Linked DNA regions of Ovis aries: region 2 is linked to region 1. Evidence: chromatin contacts called from public Hi-C data. All regions are on one chromosome and are shown on one strand. Each heading gives the region's core, a stretch centred on a gene start, on an enhancer-like site or on the middle of the called end of the contact. The rest is flanking DNA. Distances are from core to core; before and after follow the strand shown. Region 1 holds the start of B3GNT5 (UDP-GlcNAc:betaGal beta-1,3-N-acetylglucosaminyltransferase 5). Region 2 overlaps MCF2L2 (MCF.2 cell line derived transforming sequence-like 2).

What was found. A called contact is a pair of places that touch in the nucleus more often than the background predicts.
Region 2: a contact with region 1 is called in a Hi-C map of blood, with 2.6 times the contacts expected there. The contact joins the enhancer-like site here to the promoter of B3GNT5 in region 1. A contact is called at or near these places in 4 of 16 Hi-C or Micro-C datasets (blood and muscle).

The regions. Positions count from the first base shown.
Region 1 is chr1:204,631,613-204,635,372 of ARS-UI_Ramb_v3.0, reverse strand. B3GNT5 (UDP-GlcNAc:betaGal beta-1,3-N-acetylglucosaminyltransferase 5) reads left to right here and starts at 2,071. Exons shown (of 3, transcript XM_042233934.2): 1 at 2,071-2,261. The region is part of intron 15 of MCF2L2 (MCF.2 cell line derived transforming sequence-like 2); the gene reads right to left. It overlaps LOC101103203 (LINE-1 retrotransposable element ORF2 protein), which reads left to right and starts at 2,268. Exons shown (of 6, transcript XR_009601696.1): 1 at 2,268-3,327.
Region 2 is chr1:204,715,081-204,718,840 of ARS-UI_Ramb_v3.0, reverse strand. The region is part of intron 25 of MCF2L2 (MCF.2 cell line derived transforming sequence-like 2); the gene reads right to left. Among named protein-coding and RNA genes, the nearest start is that of LAMP3, 20 kb to the left of the region's middle. Within about 2 kb of position 1,935, at least 5 of the 54 cell types and tissues checked have an H3K27ac peak or open chromatin away from gene starts, as enhancers often do.

The DNA.
Region 1 (3,760 bases), core at 822-3,321:
TTTAGTTGACTCGGTTCACAAGCAGCTACTGTGGACACCGAGGGCAAGGTGACACTGTCCTCATTCTTTGTGATGGTCAAGTCGGCTTTGCTGCTATCAGTTAATTTTATCTCCAACTAATTTCAAAAATTTTATGCACTCCCTCTGGATAAAACAGAGTACTTTGTTACCATGAAGTCTATCATCCTCTTCTTCTCCTCCTGGGGTGGGACAGGGTGCCAGCTTGCTGTAAGAAATCCTCCCAGATGTACAAAGCTTCCTTCCCTGTGCATGTGTGGGCAGCTGTCAGGCATTCTGGACCACTTTGCTCATCCCCATCTCTTATCCACACCCTCTCCTCTGCTCCCACCTAAAGCTCCACATCCTTTCACCAATGTCTTGACTTACTTTTGAATCATTTCTCTTTCTGTCTGGGTTGTCTCTCTTCATATAGGTCGATGTGAATATGTGATTTTCACATATATTTATCAATGTTTCAGTCAGTTTGTATAGGACACAATCCCATGTGTACAAGCATGTGGAATACACATGTGTGATACCTGGACTTATGTGGGCCTAGTTCCAAATGACCTGATGGGAATATAACGGCAATTGAACATTTGTACATAAATCTGACATATACAGATGATACCTAGGGAGAATATCTGTGGGTTTATCACCAGGATTTTGTTTCACATAGGTAAAAGGGGGTGATTTGCAATGGCACCCCACTCCAGTACTCTTGCCTGGAGAATCCCATGGATGGAGAAGCTGCAGTCCATGGGGTCACTAAGAGTCGGACACGACTGAGCGACTTCACTTTCACTTTTCACTTTCACGCATTAGAGAAGTTGAAATGGCAACCCACTCCAGTGTTCTTGCCTGGAGAATCCCAGCAATGGTGGAGCCTGATGAGCTGCCATCTATGGGGTCGCACAGAGTCGGACGTGACTGAAGCGACTTAGCAGCAGCAGCAGCAACAATAAATTAGCTTATTTATGGGTCACAGTCAGTGACTCCCTTACAAGTCAAAATACCTAAATGTTTCTATCTGTGATAAGACATGTCATGAGGTCTGAGTAGATAATAGGAATACTGGGTTTGAGTAGATAATAGCAATACTAAGCCACACTCTCTATAGGTAATATATAAAAGAAAATAATCGCATGGCTCCATATGCTAAGGAGCTAAAGAAAGCAATTACAACACCTCTTTAAAAATCTAGCTAGAAATAACAAGTACAATGTTGTGTTTACAGTTTCAAATTGATTCCATAATCTACTTTCAAGTCATTACCTGCCATTCCTTTTTTTAAAATTTATTTAATTCCTTTTACAATAACAAATCCAAAGCTTTTACTTTACTGAAGTAAAGGGTTAAATTTTTTTCTGTCATATTCTTAAATAATATTGTACAATTATAAAATCGTTCAAAATATCACCACTATTCAATGACAATATTTGTTCTATAAGGAGGATGCTAGAACAACATCTGGGGAATAAGTAACCAAACCCCCCAAAATGATTTGTTTATACTTTCCTCCCTTCAGTGGAAATTTATATTCTGATTTTGTCTACTATGTGTATTAAGTATTCTGAGTGGGGAAAACACCTCAAAGAGGACATTCAGGTGGATCCTGACTCATAGTTGATGATCTGAGAGTGAAGTGAAGTCGCTCAGTTGTGTCCGACTCTGCGACCCCATGGACTGTAGCCTACAGGCTCCTCCGTCCATGGGATTTTCCAGGCAAGAACACTGGAGTGGGTTGCCATTTCCTTCTCCAGGAGATCTTCCCAACCCAGGGATTGAAGTCGGGTCTCCCGCATTGTAGGCAGACGCTTTACCATCAGCCACCAGGCAAGTCTGATGATCTGAGTAAATAATCTCAATTAACTAAAGAGGTGTGGAGAAGCACTTCCTGGAGCTGCCTTGCACCGACAGGAATAGACAGGCCGGACGCATCACCTTCACCTACACGCTGGGGTGGTGGCTACCGGGCAGGCCAGGCTGGGCTTCGGAGTGACGCCAAGAGTGCAGGAAACGCAGCACGCTGCTCACGGGCCGCGCCCCTGCCCTCCGCCGGGAGCCCCTGATTGGGTCCCCCAGCTTTCAGCCGGCTCCAGCCCGCTTCCCGCTGGGGTAGCAAGCCCAGCCGAGAGCCAACTCCCCAGCCCCTGCCTAAAATTTAAAACGAGTAAGTTTTGTTCCGGAGACCAATGACTTTAGTTCCCATGCCGGCGGAGTGCCGACCTGCGATTTGGAAGTTTAAGGAGCTGGTCCTGGTGAGTTTTGCTTTACGTTTTCTTTGAAATGAAGCTGGGCTTGAAAGTAAACTCATTGCGGGGCGGAGTGAGTCTCTCCCACCGGCCCATTGCATTCCTGAAACGAACCGCTGTCGCAAAGCTGTATGCAGTAAAATTGAGTTTCCTTCTTTTGTCACTGAGGCCCCCTGAAGCTCGGAGCGGGGGTGCGTAAGCGGTGTGACAAGAGATCTTTTAAAGTCTAGCTTGCCCTTAGAACTCTCGCTCTGAAAAGGAAAATAAGGTGCTCAGAGAACTGCGGCTCAATCAGTCAAAACTTATCTCCCGTAGATGAGTAAACCGTTGCGTGTTCTGAACGAAAGGATCACTTGTCCAACAAATTCTGCCTCCTAATGCAGTGTATATGGAGATCAGTTGTTTCATATGGAATTAATATGTGTGATCAATCGTACTCTTTTTAAACTGCTCCGCATCCACCGCATCCTAACTGGGGCCCAGGCCGCCTGTAGGTGGAAATGTAGTCTTCTCTTCCGGATCACTAAATGGGGAAAGTTCCAGCCTGCTCGGCGGGGATAATTCGCAACTCCTCATCTGGTTTGTTCTTTGTGAGGGGAGACGGATTCCCTTGGTCCGCAGCAAGGGCTCCTGGCCGGCCTGGCCTCCGCCCCGCCCCTGCCCGGCCCGGCCGCCTCGCCGCGCCTCCCAGCCGGAGTGGCTCCCGGACTGCGGGAAAGGAGTCTGTTCTGCTTCGTCTGGACCAGGCGAGGTCGCCAGGGCCGAGAGGGGAGGAGAGTCGCTCGCACGGCGGCTCCAGGACTTCAGGTTGGAATGAGCTCTGGGGCCCAGGAGGCGAGGCTGTAGCTGACACCGGGCTTGGAGTCGGCTCGCGGCCCTGGTCCGGAGCGCGAGGCCAGGCGTCGGGAAGCTGGGGCCGCCCTATCCGCCGCGGGGCAAGGCTGCCCGCTGCCCGAGAGTACGGCGGGGAAAGAGGCACGTTCCCTCCCCGGGGCGCCTTTGTTCATTCGGGCCTGCGGGCGGGCGTTTGGCGACCGCGACCCTGGGCCGAGCCGCCATCCAGATGCAGCAGGTAGGCTGGGGGGCCCGGAGCTCCGGGGCGGGGGGTAGGGCGAAGTTCCCCGGAGCCGGTCCCCATTCCTACGAGCTCCAGCTAGGCGGCCGCCGCGCCGCGATGCCGAAACCGGCCGGAGCGCGGGAGCCGGGAGGGGAACGCCGCGCCCTGCCGGCCTCGGTTCCCGGCTGTGGGGCCCCCAACCTTGCGCCCACACCTAGGCTGCAGGGGTGAATTCGGGTAGAGATCCTGCGTCGTGTTAGAAGTTGGGAAACCGCCAGACAGGGGAAGCTTTCAGTGAGTTACTGGCTGGGGTAATACAGACAAGGAAGTAGGCGGGCGGGATAACTGGGAAACGAGACCTCTTTCTAAGCGGGGAGGTCCTGGCCACGCTTTCCTTTGACTTTGCCAAATTTTATTTTGCTTCCTGAAGTGACAGAGTCATTTGTTT
Region 2 (3,760 bases), core at 686-3,185, 84 kb before region 1:
TGCATATGACACCAACCTTATGGCAGAAAGTGAAGAGGAACTGAAGAGTCTCTTGATGAAAGTGAAACAGAAGAGTGAAAAAGCTGGGTTAAAAAAAAAAAAGCTGGGTTAAAACTCAAGATTCAAAAAATTAAGACCATGGCATCTGGTGCCAGCACTTCATGGCAAATAGATGGGGCAACAATGAAACAGTGACAGATTTAATTTTCTTGGGCTCCAAAATCACTGCAGATGGTGACTGCAGCCATGAAATTAAAAGACGCTTGCTCCTTGGAAGAAAAGCTATGAAAACCTAGACAACATATTAAAAAGCAGAAATATTACTTTGTCAACTAAGGTCCATCAAATCAAAGCTATGGTTTTTCCAGTAGTCATGTATGGATGTGAGAGTTGGACTGTGAAGAAAGATGAGTGCTGAAGAATTGATGCTTTTGAACTGTGGTGTTGGAGAAGACTCTTGAGAGTCCCTTGGACTGCAAGGAGATCCAACCAGTCAATCCTGAAGGAAATCAGTCCAGAATATTCATTGAAAAGACTGATGCTGAAGCTGAAGCTGCAATACTTTGGCCATCTGATGCAAAGAACTGACTCATTGGAAAAGACCCTGGTGCTGGGAAAGATTGAAGGCAAGAAAAGAAGGGGATGACAGAGGATGAGATGGTTGGATGGCATCACCGACTCGATGGACATGAGTTTGAGTAGGCTCTGGGAGTTGGTAATGGACAGGGAAGCCTGGGGTGCTGCAGTCCATGGGGTTTCAGTCGGACACGACTGAGCGACTGAACTAACTGAACTCTGGCCAAGAGGAAGGGAATCACTTAGAAGCATTCAGTTGCTTTCAGCTTCCACATATTCTCACAGTACTCTTTATTATTTTTTTTTAGTGCATATATTGTTGTGGACATGAGTTTGAGCAAACTCCAAGAGACGGTGAAGGACAGGGAAGCCTGGCATGCTGCAGCCCATGGAGTTGCAGAGTTGGACACGACTGAGTGACTGAACAGCAACAAAGTCTGTTGTCAGAATCCCTGCCAGTTTCTAGAGCAGCCTGATCCTGCTGCCTTAGACTTTCAGGGAAACTCTGAAAGTTTCAATTGGGAAACTCTCACCTAGCTCAGCAACCAGCTGCCTTCTGAGGTGTTTAGTTGGGCTTAGCTGAAGCCTTGCCCATTTAATCAGAGATTTAGTGAGAGTTTTCCCATAAGAATAAAACATAAAGCCCACCAGACAAAGGAAAGAGTTGTCACACTCCAGGAAGTCCTTGATCCTGATCATCAGGAGGCGGTCAGCCTGCTACCTAACAGAGGCAGAGAGGAACACATCTGGTGCTCCTGTCATCCACAGGGACATGTCCCAGGACTTCCCTGCCCCACTGTCACTGTAAATGGGCAAGTAAAAGGGCAGAAGCCAGACAAGAGTCTGGGACCCCCACTATGTATGCCACCAGCGAAGTGCCAGGTGAGAGGGAAAGGGATGTAGAATGAGTGGGAGGGAGATAATGACTTAAGGGTACAACGTAAGGACGACTTCAGCAGCCGGCAGCAGACATAGGTTTAACTAGGACTCTTACTATGTCCACTGGTGGAAATGTCCCCCGTGGGAATCAAGACCTTCAGACCCACTGAGGCTGAGTAGAAGGAATGGGAGGACAATTCCCCGTGTGGGTCACTTTAGGTGTGACAATGAATAAGGTCACAACTCACTCAACCTCTTGGCTCCCGTATCCATATATTCTGCCTCCTGGCGTCCTGGTGCCATAAAGTGGCCGTTGGTTTAAGGTATATGCTGCATCCTGAGGTTAGCACACCAACCCCTCAGTCTCATGTTCAAACTGCTGCTCACAGGTGCCTTCAAGAGGCTCTCTTAGGTCAGCAGCATCTGAACATGTGGTAGGCTCAGTGGGCTGGTCCTGTGGTCACATGCCCGTGGCTGTTCCTCTTTTGCCAGAATGAGTCTCTCAATCAAAGCAGTGTTCTGTTCTCGGTGTTGCAAACTGACGCACAGAAAGTAGGACGGAAGCAGGTGTCAACCCCACTCACAGTGAATCACTGTACTCTCCAGCTTGGAGGGCCTGATGAAATCACCTGTTCTCCTCAAGGGCTCAGCATGGGTCTCTGCTGGCAGTCAACACTGGCAGCAGCTAGACTGGTCTTGATGATAGGAGCCCATGCTGCTAGGACCATGCACAGCCTTCCATCCACTGCCAAGACTTCTCCATTCATGAGCCCATTGTGCAGGTACTGGGGTGCCAAGGAAGAAGCTGGCTGACACCTCCTGGCTAAGCCATCCAGTCAGCTTGGTTCTTTGGTAACTTCTCTGCAATGGGTGTTCTCTGGAGTTGTTAAAGCATGGCACAAAGATCCTCACATTTCGAGCTCACATCCATATATGTATGTGCCTCTTCCCCAGTCAGATCATGTAATCTGATGCTAGTTATCCTCCAAGAAGGGGTTGGGGGAAGGGTGATGGGGATGTATCCTGAGGAGGGCAAGCACTGTCTTGCACAGTAAGTCCCCTACACATGAATCTTCAAGTTGAGAACTTTCAAAGATGTGAACATGCATTCACATGTCCAACCATGTAAGTTAGTTCATGTGTCTGGCGTACACTGTTGCATGTGTGTAGCCTCTGAAGGTAATTGTGCCTTTGTGTACTTCACTGTACAATACTGTGTAGAGTACAGTAGGGCAGTATCTTTATTTCAAGCCCAGGATGTCTGGAAGCAAGTGTAAAAGCAGGGGTCATGTAGCTGGTACTGCTAAGAAGCGCCAAGCGATAACGATGGACACAAAAGTGAAAGTAATTGCAAGAGTAGAGAGACAGGAGAAAGAAGAAGTAACTGAAGAACCAAAGAGATTCACATTGCAGGAAATGGCAAGGGGATTTTCTTTAGTTGAGGAGGCACTGTTAATTTTTAAGACACAGGATCCAAACCTAGAATGGTACATGAAGATTGCAGCAGCCATTCAGAATGCAGTCTAGTGTTACTGTGTCATCTATGATGAAGCTACTATCCAGATATCACTGGATTGTTCTTTGAAGAGGGTAGATCGAATTGAATCCAGCAAGGAACTAGAACTTGTGCCATCAGTCAGGCATGAGTGAAATTGCAGTCTGCCTTCCATTTCCTATGGCTGACGATCCTTCAGCTCTACCATCTCCTACCTCCTCTCCCCTTTCCAGTCAGTGACTCTTCTTCACAGTGACTCTTACTGACTCAAAGCCAGCCCCTGTATGCCAACTGTTGTACTGTACTTTTCAAGGTACTAAGGTTTACTTTTTGTATGTTTGTTTCTTATGTATTATTTGTATATAAAGTACTATAAACCTATTATAGGACAGTATTATATAGCTGATTGTGTTAGTTTGGTATCTAGACTGACTTTGTTGGACTTATGAACAAATTGGATATAACACACTCTTAGAATGGAACCTGTTCATATTAGGGGACTTACTCTATGTCTTATCTGAGACTTCTGCATAATCTTGCAGGGAGGAGAAGGGCTGATTCTCCATCAAGGGGGAATGGCACACTTCTGCCAGTCCAGGCGAACAAGGGCATGCACCCAGATATTCTCCAGCTTTTCGGTTGCACATCTTCCTTATCAGGGCCCAATTTGCCTGCTTCATCTGTTGGCACTAGGGACCCCAAATAATCAGGCAGCAGACTTGCCTAGGCTGAGAATTCATCCTTCTCTCAAGTATGCCCTCTGTTGTAGGAGATGAGGGGCTGAACACTGGAAAGGAGGCCTTCTGATTC